3 separate regions of the Sus scrofa genome follow, and regions 2 and 3 are each linked to region 1. A link is a contact called in public Hi-C and HiChIP or PLAC-seq data. All regions are on one chromosome and are shown on one strand. The core of a region is the stretch at or near the end of the contact, and the rest is flanking DNA. Distances in the headings are between cores, read along the strand shown.

The links. A called contact is a pair of places that touch in the nucleus more often than the background predicts. HiChIP or PLAC-seq counts read pairs in DNA pulled down with a chosen protein or histone mark.
Region 2: a contact with region 1 is called in a Hi-C map of omental adipose tissue, with 2.1 times the contacts expected there. The contact joins two enhancer-like sites. A contact is called at or near these places in 10 of 47 Hi-C or Micro-C datasets (embryonic fibroblasts, epiblast stem cells, fetal heart ventricle and 7 more) and 2 of 2 datasets of contacts at active chromatin or transcription factors (alveolar macrophages and skeletal muscle).
Region 3: an H3K27ac HiChIP or PLAC-seq map of alveolar macrophages shows a contact between it and region 1. The contact joins two enhancer-like sites. A contact is called at or near these places in 2 of 2 datasets of contacts at active chromatin or transcription factors (alveolar macrophages and skeletal muscle).

The regions. Positions count from the first base shown.
Region 1 is chr12:43,816,540-43,820,875 of Sscrofa11.1, reverse strand. No RefSeq gene overlaps it. Among named protein-coding and RNA genes, the nearest start is that of NF1, 65 kb to the right of the region's middle. Within about 2 kb of position 2,520, at least 10 of the 83 cell types and tissues checked have an H3K27ac peak or open chromatin away from gene starts, as enhancers often do. A contact at or near this core is called in alveolar macrophages, omental adipose tissue and retroperitoneal adipose tissue, where this site is marked.
Region 2 is chr12:44,118,142-44,122,477 of Sscrofa11.1, reverse strand. KSR1 (kinase suppressor of Ras 1) reads right to left here. Exons shown (of 19, transcript XM_021067472.1): 14 at 2,892-2,988. Among named protein-coding and RNA genes, the nearest start is that of LGALS9, 35 kb to the left of the region's middle. Within about 2 kb of position 1,872, at least 35 of the 83 cell types and tissues checked have an H3K27ac peak or open chromatin away from gene starts, as enhancers often do. A contact at or near this core is called in omental adipose tissue and retroperitoneal adipose tissue, where this site is marked.
Region 3 is chr12:44,084,324-44,088,659 of Sscrofa11.1, reverse strand. All of the region lies in intron 2 of KSR1 (kinase suppressor of Ras 1), which reads right to left. Among named protein-coding and RNA genes, the nearest start is that of LGALS9, 69 kb to the left of the region's middle. Within about 2 kb of position 2,534, at least 6 of the 83 cell types and tissues checked have an H3K27ac peak or open chromatin away from gene starts, as enhancers often do. A contact at or near this core is called in alveolar macrophages, where this site is marked.

The sequences.
Region 1 (4,336 bases), core at 1,271-3,770:
TTGTAGTGCAGGGGGTTAAGGATCCGGCCTTATCAAAAGCTGAGGCTTGGGTCATTGCTATAGCACAGGTTCGATCCCTGGCCCTGAAACTTCCACAAGTCTTGGGCACAGCCAAAAACAAACAAACAAATAGAGGCCCAGAGGCCAAGGGTGGAGTATCTGCAGGAAGCACTCACGGCTGAGCAGGGAGCTGGACGCCCATCACAAACCTTGGCTTTTGGGTAAGGCTTGGGAGGGGGAAAGGCCACAAACAGTCCCTGTTCATAGGGAGGCAGTGTCTGGCTGTTGTTGATGGGCTGGCAGGAGGTGTGATGGGCATTGGGCATCTAGTTGCCTCTGCTGCACCTCTGAGGTGCCAAGACGGGGGTGGGGTGGCCATCAGGGGGCCAGGGGGCCAGGTCAGGGTCTGTCAGCTGCAGAGGCTGCAGTCCTCAACAAGACATCCAACCTAGTCTGGGATAGTCAAGATCAAAGGTTTAGAAGAAGGCCTGGTGCGTTTCTTCCCTGTTTGTTTTTCTTTAAAGACATAATACCTCACAAATAATGTAGGAGGACCGCAGCTTCTGCCGGATGATCACATGGTATGTGTCAGGTGCTTTGCTAAACTCTTCACATGTGTTATCTCATTCAATCCTCACAAGGATCTCCGAAGGCTTTATCACTGTCTTCACTTTAGAGATAAGTTGACCGAGGACTTTATCTCTAGGGACGTTAAGTAACTTTACCAAGGTTCAAAGGTAGGTCTGTCTTACCCAGAGCTTAAATTTTTAACCACCAAATTCTGCATATACTACATTTTCTTTGAATAGCTGGGATGGGTTCGACCTGGCCTCAGGGCTTTCTTAAATTCTCAATTCCTTCACCTCAGTACACGTTTAAACCAGCCCTCCAGTGTCTGCCTAAAAAACAAGGCTTATCTTATTTTTTTCTCTTTTTAAAATTTTTATTTTATTTTTTATTTATTTATTTTTAATGCTTATCTTAGTTAAATATGTATCAGAAGTCTCTGTCTCTGTAGGGGTGTATTTTGCAAATAATTTTTCTTTTCTTTTTTTTTTTTTTTTGGTCTTTTGCCTTTTCTAGGGCTGCACCGGTGGCATATGGAGGTTCCCAGGCTAGGGAGCTAATCGGAGCTGTAGCCACTGGCCTACACCACAGCCACAGCAACACCAGATTGCAGCCATGTCTTCGACCTATACCACTGCTCACGGCAACGCCAGATCCTTCACCCACTGAGTGAGGCCAGGGATGGAACCTGCAACCTCATGGTTCCTAGTCGATTCGTTAACCACTGTGCCACAACGGGAACTCCCATGTATCTTTTTTTAAAATTTTTTTTAATTTTTAAAATGTACTTATTTTTATTACTCAATGAATTTATTACATTTGTAGTTGTAGAAATGTTAATCTAATCCCACTGTGACAAGAATTTTTCAAATTTGAACTGAGAGGTGATTGATGCATTGACTAATCTTATTGTGGTAATCATTTCTTGCAATATACGTATCAGTTTATTGAGTTGTTCATTTTAAACTAACACAATGTTTTCTGTCAGTTATATCTTAGCGAAGCTGGAGGAGAAGCTCCAGCTGTGGTGCAGTGGGTTAATGATCTGGCTTGTCTCTGTGGAGGCTCCGGTTCAATCCCTGGACCAGCGTCTTGGGTTAAGGATCCAACATTGCCACAGCTGCAGCCTAGGTCACAGCTCTGGCTTGGCTTCAATCCCTAGCCCAGGGAACTTCCACATGCCTCAGGTGCGGTCAAAAAGAAAAACTAGAAGAAAAGCTGAGGGGGACAAAGAGTTTTGCTGAGGTAAATATTTTTTAAAATAAATAGGTCATTAAGTAGGGTTAGGAATGCTTTGTTACGAAAAAAGATTTTTGATGAAATGGAAATTTTTTTCTTTTTCGGATCATTAACCCACTGCATCACAGCAGGAACTCTGAAATGGAATTTTCTGTAGCAAGTTTACTATTTATATTGACTCTAAGTATAAGGCTGCTCCTAGCCCCATGTGTCACCTTCTGTCAGGCAATTTACCTTTGCTCACCATTTGGGAAATGGTTTTATATTAACAAAGAGGCCCAGGGAGATCCCATGATGGCACGGTGGTCAACAAACCCGACTAGGAACCATGAGGTTGTAGGTTCGATTCCCTGGCCTTGCTCAGTGGGTCAAGGATCTGGCGTTGCCATGAGCTGTGGTCTAGGTCGAAGACACAGCTCGGATCCCACGTTGCTGTGGCTGTGGTGTAGGCTGGTGGCTACAGCTCTGATTTGCCCCCTAGCCTGGGAACCTCCATATACCACGGGTGCAGCCCTAGAAAAGCCAAAAAATAAAACAAAGAGGCCAAAGTAGACAGTGTACCTCTGCTTTAATCTTTCAAGAAACACACCTGCCTTCATGCCTGGCACAACCTTAAAAATCAGGTAAGTAACATAGAAAATAGGGACTCCCATAAAACTATTCACACTAGTGACAGGGATTGATGGAGACCTCTGAGCTTTTAGTGACTTCTTCTGTCCTCTGCTGGACACAGTTGGGATTGCATGGCCCTTAGGCTTTTTACAGAGTTGAAGAAGTACAGTATTTCATCCGAACTTTCTCTCTCTACTTTTTTTTTTTTTTTTGGTCTTTTTTTAGGGCTGCACCCTGGGTATATAGAAGTTCTCAGGCTAGTGGTCAAATTGGAGCTGTAGCTGTCAGCCTACACCACAGCCACAGCAACGTGTGATTCAAGCTGCATCTGTGACCTAAAACTGCAGTTCGCGGCAACATTGGATCCTTAACCCAATGATCAAGGTCAGGGATCAAACCAATGTCCTCATGAATTCTAGTTTCTAGTAGGGTTCATTCCCAAAACCTCTCATTTTTCTTTCCTTTTTCTTTTCTTTTTTTTTAGGGCCACACCCACAGCATGCGGAAGTTCCCAGGCTAGGGGTCAAATCAGAGCTATAGCTACTGGCCTACACCACAGCCACAGCAACACTGGATCCCAGCTGCATCTGTGACCTGTAACACAGCTCACAGCAATGCCAGGTCCTTAACCCACTGAGTGAGGCCAGGGATAGAACCCGCATCCCCATGCATACTATTCAGATTCGTTTCCCCTACACCACAATGAGAACTCCTACCTCTCATTTTTTTTTTATTTTTTTTTTTTTTTGTCTTTTCTAGGGCCGCTCCTGAGGCATATGGAAGTTCCCAGGCTAGGGGTCTAATCCGAGCTATACCGCTGGCCTACGCCAGAGCCACAGCAATGCCAGATCCAAGCCGTGTCTGCAAACTACACCACAGCTCATGGCAACACCGGATCCTTGACCCACTGAGCAAGGCCAGGGATCGAACCCACAACCTCATGGTTCCTAGTAGGATTCGTTAGCCACTGAGCCACAACGGGAACTCTCTTACCTCTCATTTTTGAGAGAAAGAAAGTAAGGCCCAGAGTTCTCATTAGGAACCCGACTGGTACCCATGAGGATGCAGGTTTGATCCCCGGCCTCGATCAGTGGTTAAGGATCCAGCTGTGGTGTAGTTCACAGACCCTGCATTGCTGTGGCTGTGGTGTAGGCCAGCAGCTGCAGCTCTGATTCAACCCCTAAAATGAGAACCTCCATATGCCTCAGGTGCAGCCCTAAAAAGCCAAAAAAGAGGAAAAGAAAAAGAAAAGAAAGTCCCAGTGGGTTTATGTGACTTATCCAAGGTTATTCAATTACATAGTGGCATGTTCAAGACCAGCACTAGAAGAATATAATCTCGTTTAATGATAAAACGCAGATGAGCCAACATTGGTGAACTCCATCAGGATGAATACTCTTGGGATTATATAAAGAGAATTATCTTTTTTTTTTTTTTTTTTTTTTGTCTTTTTGCCATTTCTTTGGGCCACTCCCATGGCATATGGAGGTTCCAGGCTAGGGGTCTAATCAGAGCTGTAGCCACCGGCCTACGCCAGAGCCACAGCAACGCGGATCCGAGCCGCGTCTGCAACCCACACCACAGCTCACGGCAATGCCAGATCCTTTAACCCACTGAGCAAGGGCAGGGATCGAACCCGAAACCTCATGATTCCTAGTCGGATTCGTTAACCACTGCGCTGTGACGGGAACTCCAAGAGAATTATCTTTAGAAATGGTAACAACTGGCACAGACAAAGTGGTCGATAACCAAGAATTAAAAATTAGGATTGTTTGAGGTCATAATAATTTCATGTCCCCTAACCCATAACCCCGCAATTATCCTTAGTCACTATTTGATGATCTTTGTGGAGTAATAGAGAAGAGATTCAGATAATTCACTTTCACAAAAGTTCTTAGTTTCAAATTCTTTCTTTTTG
Region 2 (4,336 bases), core at 623-3,122, 300 kb before region 1:
AAAAAAAAAAAAAAGAAAGGCAGCATCACCGAGACCTGGTCCAACCAGTCTGTGCTCCTGCCCAGCACCCACCTACTCCTTGGATGAGGTGTGGAAGGGTGAAGGGTGGGGAGCTGGGGCGTCAGGGAGTGTATACGCCGTGATGACGCCCTCCATGTTAAATCATAAAAGACCCGAGCGATCTGGGGTCTCTTTGGGGCTGTGCACAGCTGGCCTCTCCCCTCAGCCTGGGCGAGGGATCGGGGGGTGGGGAATAGAGAATTCCCACAGAGGGGGGTCCCCGAGTTCAGGCGGCCCCCCGTCCGTGCTGTGGTGGAAGAAGTCCTGGCCTAAGACTGAACTCCAGCCCAGATTTTAATTCACTGTGTGGCCTTGGACTCAGCCTCTGTGCCTCAGTTCCCCTCATCGGTCAAGTGATGAGGTGGGGGTGGGTGATTTCTAACCATTGCTATTTGACTGGACACTGGCCAGGGCATGGGCTGTGGGGGACCTGACCCAGGCCTGGCTCATCCAAAGCCAAAGCCGTCTTCTGTCACCAAGCCCAGGAGGAGGAGACAGGGAGGAGGGTACAAGATGCCATGACTGAAATGGGCGTCCCTGCCAGGTCAGAAAGAGGCACGGGTGAAGCCACCTCCCAATCCAGGGTTCTCCACGCATGAGAAATCTCCCTGCCTTCAAAGGTATCTGGGGGTGAGGAATGGGGGGGTAAACAACGAGCCAGATTTAGGAAACAGAGAGGATGAGCTGGGAGGCAGAAACAGGCAGAACTCAGCCGCGGCCAGAGCTCGGTCTGTGTGCAGCTGGAGCGCGTCAGAGAAGAATCCACCCAGGGCAGCTGCTGTTCTGCAAGAGACAGGAGGGTGCGGGGCCGCTGCGGCCACTTCCCTCGGGTCTGCCAAGAGCTGTCATCCTGCCCAGAAGCAGGCAGCTCCAGGAAAGAGGACTTGCTCTTTCCCCAACTCCACCCTGCATGTAAGAAGGCCCCTCCTTGATGATCTGCCCATGTCCCAAACCAAAGCAAGCCTTCCCCAGTGACCGGAGAGCACCAAAGGCCTCATCTTTGGTTGAACAGGGACCAGCTGTGTGACTGAGGACAAGTGACTGTACCTCTCTGAACCTTGGTTTTTGTTTTTTGTTTTTGTTTTTGTCTTTTCCAGGGCCACTCCTGTGGCATATGGAGGTTCCCAGGCTAGGGGTCCAATAGGAGCAATAGCCTCAGGCCTATGCCATAGCCGTAGCAACGTGGCATCTGAGCTGTGTCTGTGACCTACACCACAGTTCACGGCAACGCCGGATCCTTAACCCACTGAGCAAGGCCAGGGATCGAACCCGCAACCTCATGGTTCCCAGTTGGAATCGTTAACCACTGAGCCACAACAGGAACTCCCTCTGAAGCTTGTTTACATTAAATATGTACCATGGCCTTAAACGGGCAGCTTAAAGAGACAAGAGAGAAAGTTCTGGGGGGAGTTTCCTGGTGGTGCAGGGGGTTAAGGATCCAGTGTTGCCACTGCTGTGGCTGGGGTCACTGCTATGGTGCAGGTTCAATCCCTGGCTCTGGAATTTCTGCATGCCCTGGGTGCGGCCAAAAAGGAGGGGAAAAAAAAAAAAAGAGTGCCTGAATCTGGAACACAATCTCTCCTTCCTCCCCATAATTTCACAAAGTCTCCAGAGTGGCCCCCAGATCCTCTAGCCAGAGGTCAGTCCCATGTTATTGTATTTTGAGACTTAAAATATCAGAGATGACTACAAAAGGAAGTAGCTTCGAAGTTCCCAGAAGAAGGGTGGGGGAAAGTCAAATAAGCCAGCAGAGAGGCGGCTTCCGGCTCCATAGCGCCAAAAGCTTGGAGTGACTTTTCTCTTCTGCCCTGGAATCTTCCAGATGGTTCCTTCAGCCTGACTCAGCCTAGCATATCCCCTCTCAGGAGCCAGACAGACTCCTCCAGGGCCCTGGGGGAGAGAAAATTGTTTGGGGGAGGAGGGAAGAGGTGGGGAAAGGGCTTGGCAGGTTTGGGAGCATCACGAAATAGCTTTGACACTGCGGCTCCCCCCAGCTTCTCTGCACTGAGGCCTGGCTGCAAGTGCCATATTCCGGTTTGAGGGCTGAATGCATTAGTTGAATGCATTAGTTTAGCCACACAGGAATGTCACGTGGGAATCTGGGTATTCCTAAGTTATGGAGATATTTGTCTTTTCCTTTCTAGAGAGACACACAAAAGGGATGGAACGGGGATGGAGAGAAAAAGAAAAGAAGGCAAGACTGAAGGCAGGAAAGGGACCAAAACCTGGTAGGAGCTGGTAAGAGAACCACGAACTACAAGAAGAACCAAGAAAGAGGAAGCCCTAGCCAGCATCAATCTAGTTTTTCTCTGGGCCTGTCTGTTGCTAAATAAAGGAACAAATGAGATGGAAGCAAAAAAAAAAAAAAAAAAAAGCTGCTGCTTGAGCTAAGCCTGAGGGCCTGATCTCATGAAGCTCGGATTTGGAAAATTTAAGGCAGAACCTCTGCCCCAAACCTTAATCAATTCTAACTGACTCTCATCAAGCACCAGGCCAAGGCCTAGTGCTCCCTCTGGATTATTCTATTTTACTTTTGCACCAGTCCAACGAGGGAGGTGACGCCAGCACCCCCATCTTGCAGGGGAGGAAGCCAAGGTTCAGAGAGGCTAACCAACTTGCCCAAAGTCACCCAGCTGGCATGACCAAGATTCAAACTCAGGCCATCTATTGCGTTTCTCCAGGGTGTCCAGCACCCATCGGATGAGACACGGACAGAGGGAAGGAGGTGGGGTTCCCCCCCCTTGAGGTCCCTCTCGTTGCCACCACCCTGACACAGGCACTCAAATCAGGGGACGGCCGGGAGCTGTGGGACCAGCCAGCCACCCCTTTACCTTGATGATCTCCTGGGCGATCTGTCTGGTCTTGTTGATGTCCAGCGACGTCTTGGGGTCCCTCACAAACGAGTGCAACGTCCGTCCCTTGCAGAAGCTGTGAGGAGGGGCGCGTCAGCCAGAGGGCAGGGGCCCGTGCAGCCCGCTCCAGCCCCTGTGGAGCCTGGTAGGGGCAGGGGCAGGGCCGTGCCCACCTCCTCGGGAGCGCTCTCCACCCCCTGGACTGTGGGCGCCAGAACACTCGTTCTCCACCAGCCTGGCACCTGTTCCTGCTGGGGCCTGGCCATGACAGGCAAGGACACGTGTTCCCCGAGGCCCAGGGCTACCCGCCCCAGAACAGAAAGCTCAGTTCACCAATCCTCCTGGCAATTCAGAGCAGCCCCCCCTCGGGGTGGGGGCTGCTGAGGCAGGACCACGCCCACTCAGACTCAGGTGAGGAAGAACCTGGCCTCTGCAGGCGATACCCAGGCAGCCCTGGGCCCCGGGACTCACCGTATTGATTCTCGTGCTCCTGTGGTTTTCTGATCACAAGGATTTTATTACAGTACAGAGTGTGCAGGGGGGAGGGGCTGGCCGTCTGGGGCATCAGAGCAATTATGAGGTTAGGGGCTCATGTTCTGGGGTTTCCACCTGCACTGACTCCTCAAACCCAGGGTGAGGAAGCACCTAGAAAGAATATGCTGCCTCGGAGTTCCTGTCGTGGCTCAGGGGAAACGAATCTGACTAGGAACCATGAGGTTGTGGGTTCAATCCCTGGTCTCGCTCCGTGGGTTAAGGATCCAGTGTTGCTGTGAGCTATGGTGTAGGTCACAGACGCGGCTCAGATCTGGTGTTGCTGTGGCTGTGGTGCAGGCCAGTGGCTACAACTCCAATTTGACCCCTAGCCTGGGATCCTCCATATGCCATGGGTGCGGTCCTATAAGGACAAAAGACAAAAAAAAAAAAAAAAAAAAAAAAAAAAAATGCTGCCTCATTCCTGTTCCGGGGAGAAACCGACTTAAACCACCTGAGGAAAGGGCTAGTTTTTAGGGACCGTCTCCAAGGAGATAAGATTCTTGGACCCTCAGGGTCTGGAATATTGGCTGGTGGTTCCTTATCTGGGTTCCAGTCGCCTCAGCATATTTGAAAACATGTGAACTTTCAGTTAATATGCTTTGATTCTCGTGTCATACGTATTCCCTTTCTGTAGACTCAGGTCTCTCCTGGGACTGAGTGGATGAGAGGGAGATGGAGAGACCGAGGGTGGACAAGGCTGAGGCTGGGCCCTGGGGTGCTGAGCTGTGTCACCACAGCAAGACTCCTGCTTTGGGCTGGAATTTTGTCCCCTTGGTGTGGTGGATGGCCTGGTGACCTCATGCTGGTGGGTGGTGGCTTATGCCTCTGATAGACAAGCAAGATAGAAAGTATTATTGTTTTTTTTTTTTTTTTAGGGCTGCACCCGTGGC
Region 3 (4,336 bases), core at 1,285-3,784, 270 kb before region 1:
AGGCTGGGTATCAAATGGCATCCTGGGACTTACCAGCAGCCACGGGGCTGCTTGGGGTCTATACTTAGAAACTTGGCCTGGGTGACATAAGCGCCATTCCCCATGGCTGTGGCCAGTCAGGTGGGTCATGGAAAGGCCAGGGGCTTCACAGCCTGTATGTGGCCACGGACGAGAACCTGTGATAGGAATTCCCGTTTTGGCTCAGCAGTAATGAACCCGACTAGTGTCATGAGGATGAGGGTTCAATCCCTGGCTCTGCTCAGTGGGCTAAGGATCCAGCATTGCTATGAGCTGTGCTGTACGTCGCAGACGCGGCTCGGAACCCGCATTGCTGTAGCTGTGGTGTAGGTCGGCAGCTGTAGCCCCCATTTGACCCCTAGCCTGAGAACGTCCATATGCCACGGGCACGGCCCTGAAAAAAAAAAAAAACCTGTGACAGCTCAGGATGGAATTCATGTGGAGGCCTGGGTTGAAGGAAGACAGAGACGCAAGCCTGTACCTGGGGTCTCTGTTTAGCCTTCCGTCTCATCTTAGAGGACAGCAGGGACCAGTAACGTCACTAACTACCTCAACGAGTGTGGCCACCACTCCAGGTCCATCGGAGGAGCCTGGATTTCTGGGTGGGGGGTGCGGCGAGGTAGAGGCATCCCCCAGCTTACCTGGCTGAGGCTTAATTCAAGGGCCAGGATTCTTCGCCACAGATGCCTCCCTGGGAACAGATCACACCAGAGGGGCCAGAGGTGGATCCCAGAACCTTGGGGATGGCGATGTAGGGCCCTGTGCACCCCCTCTGCGGCCAGGGCTCAGGGCGGGGCTGGGGCAGCAGAGGGAGAGAAACGAGAGCCCGTGTGCCTCCAGCGGGCAAAGGAGCACCTGACAGATGTTCCCTCCTGCCTTCTCACCACCGCTGGTGTCGGAGGAGAGGGAGGGGTGAGACTTGGATAATAATAGTGGGCTATTCTGGGAGGCACAGGAGGGGCTGAGGGAGCGAGGGGCCTGGGTCAGGCGGCCTCCTGGGGTTTCCATGGAGATCAGCAGACAGCTGGGGGATACTGGCTTTGTCTCTGAACCTAGTCACCATCCCAGCCCTGGGAAATAAGAAGACGCCCCTCCTGGGAGATGTCAGGCCCTTCCTGGAGGGCTTCTCTTCACGGCCTTCCAGCCAAAGAAGGGTCAGAGGTTGGAACCCTCTTCACCTTGGGCCCATCCCTGCTTCTCTCTGGGCCTCCATTTCATCATTTAGAAAATGTGTGGGCTTGGCTCCATCAGATCAGTGGCTCTCAACCTCAGTGGCACCTGGAGTTACCCGGGAGGCTTTAAAAAAGGATCCTGGAGTTTCTGTTGTGGCTCAGCAGTAACGAACCTGACTAGTAACCATGAGGACGTGGGTTCGATCCCTGGCCTCACTCAGTGGGTTAAGGATCCGGCATTGCTGTGAGCTGGGGTGTAGGTGGCAGACACGGGATGAGGACCGTGGGGCCTGAGGTCTGGCCAAAGCTGCCCAGCACAGAAAGGGTCTCAGAAGGCGGGTGGGACCAGGGCAGGGCAGCACCCTGGGGCCTGAGCTCTCATGAGGCCCATGCCCCTTCAGCTCACCCCCAGCCTAGCCTAGGCTCAGAGACACCCCGGGGGACACTGGTGCCTCCCTCTCCCACGAAGCGGGCGGGGGCTCACAGAGGGGGGAGCCCAGTGGACTTTTCAGGGCCGGCTTCTCCAGCCTACACACTGTATGTCCGGGCTTGAGGGCCTTAGAAAGATGGTGCGCTGGTGGGACAGGGCCTGGAGGCGAGGGATGCAGGTCAAAGGGGAGGAGATGGGAGGGGACTCAGGAAAGGGTAGTGGTGACCACGTATGACTCAGCTCCTGGGTGCCAGGCCCTCTCTTAGACGAACCACAGAGGTCAGTGCATGCAATCCTCATAACAGTCTCAGAGGGGCGAGAAGGCTCAGAGAGGGTAGGTAACTTGCTCCAGGCCGCAGAGCCCGATGGGTGAGGCTGAGGCATGGCCATCTTTTCCTCTGCACAGCCAGCCGGCTCTGCCCGTGCTGGCGCCCACATCTTTGCTCTGTAAAGTGAGCTCCCTGTCCCAGGGCAGACTCTACCTGGCACCACAGGTCACGTCTGGCTTTCCAGGTTCCACACTATGCCCTACTCCTGTGCCCAGCTGAGCCACAATGGGAACTCCCTAGGCACACTTCCTGAACAGGCCAGAGAATGAGTATTTTCAGCTTTGCAGGCCATATGGTGTGTGTCACAACTACCCAACTCTGCCATCAGAGCACAAAAGAGCCACAATATGGAAACAAATGGGTGTGGCTGTGTGCCAGTAACAACACTTTAAGTATGCATACTGAAACCTGAATTTCATATAATTTTCACATGTCACGAAATAGTCTTGTTTTGCTTTGTTTTGTTTTTCCTACCAGCTAAAAATGTGAAATCATCCTTAGTTCGAAAAGCCATACAATCATCAGTGGTGGGCTGAATTTGGCCCATAGGCTGAGGTTTGGCAACCCTTGACCTGGTGGGTTAGTCAGCCACTCAACAAACACACAGCTACTACGCTGGGCTCCATGCTCTGGTGGCCCTGGGTCTCACTGTTCCTTCCTTCCCACTTCTCCCTGTGCTGATGTGTCTTCTCCCTGCCCAACCCCAGCACACAACCTGCAGGAGGGGAACACAGGGGAGAGGCAAGGCAGGCCCAGAGCTGCCACCTCGACAGCCTACATTTTGTCACCTTTCTCTGTGTGTCATCAACACACAGCTCCTCTGGGGTGCTGTTTGAAAATGACCAGATACATCCAGCATTAGAGAAACACACCCACACACCCACACCCTGCGTTTCGGGCTGGGCTCCCCCCCCCAGCACACATTACTTCCAAAATGGAGAGAGGAGAGGGGTGGGCTTCTAGAAGCGGGGGGCTCTCCTCCCCCCCCAGGATGCTTGTTCCCCATGGGAAAGAACCCGCTATTGTCCACTAGACTCCGCCATGAAACTCAAGTCAGAAATGGAATACTTTAAAACAAACAAAAGGGAACATTCCAAAACCGGGGTCAGGAGGGGTCAGGTGGAGGATCTGACAGCAGCAGCCAAAGAGCTACAGGAGCCCCGGGTGATGCCTGGCTTCTGGGGGACCTGCAAGTGGGGAAGTCTCTCCCCACACAAGCAGGGCAGCGTGGGGGTAGAGGGGAGCTGGGGGAGCTGGGGGCTCAGCATCACCACCTCAGCCCTGCTCCAGGGCCATGGCTTCCCCAGACCTGCAGGCCCTCGTAACATCCCTTGTTGACGCAGCAGGCAGATGAGCAGGGTGGCGGCGGGGACACAGAGCAGGCGGGCAGCAGGTGAAGAGGAGGAGGACCTCCAACGGGAAGGAGAGGGTACCAGGCACCGTCCCAACAGGGGCACCTCAGAGATGGAAGTGGGAGCAGTGAGGAACTGCCCAGGATGAGAAGCCTGGGAAACTGGGGGCCGGCAATCCTGCGCAGAGGGTGCAGGGAGCAGCGTCTGGTTTGAAAGGCACCAGCTTTCCTGGGGGTAAAGGCACCAAGAGAAACAGACAGGGGCTCTCAGGCGTGCCCATGTCTGCAGCCGCCTTTGCTGCCCGCTGGTCCCCAACATCTATTTCTGATTCTCCCCTGTGCAAACACACCCTTCAAAGGAGCATCCCCAGACAAGTCTACTCTGCCTCCTCCACATTCGCAGGCTGAGAGCTCTGAGCGCAACCAGTAAGCCCCCGATCCCGCAGCCACGGCAGACTTGGCTCAGGGTCCCTGGCACTGCCTGGCCCCAGTGGTGGAGTCTGGTGGGCCCCCCGAGGGGCCAGAAGACAGATCACAGACCCCTCCACCAGAGGGGCAAGCATCCCAGCGTTCAGCACGCAGTCTGTCCTTTGAGGCTGTTTGTTGTGCTGTCTGTCCGGGTGGGGGATGAGCCAGGCTGCAGGACGTGAGCCCAGAGCTGGAGACCTGAAAAGCAGGCTGCTCGGCTGAGGACAGGGCCCCATTGTTCAGAGCTGCCTACAACGTCCAAGCAGGAGATCGCCATCTCTTGGGAGACCCTTGGAGGGAGGCAGCCCCTCTCTGCAGTCTTCCACCAACCCTGTAAACAACCCCTGCCCCACAGCAGCCACGGAGCCAGGACTTAAGCCAAGGAGGCCATCGCCAGGGCCACCAGGGCCGCCGAGGGCTGAGGGCATGAAGGGGCCAATGGGTATTCACGAGGCTGGGAAGGGAGGAGAGAAGCCCTTCCTCTGCCAAGGTCAAAGGCAGAATTCCAAGGAGCCCTTGAGGCATTTGAGACCAACATTCACTTTACAGAGGAGGAAACCGGGGCCCA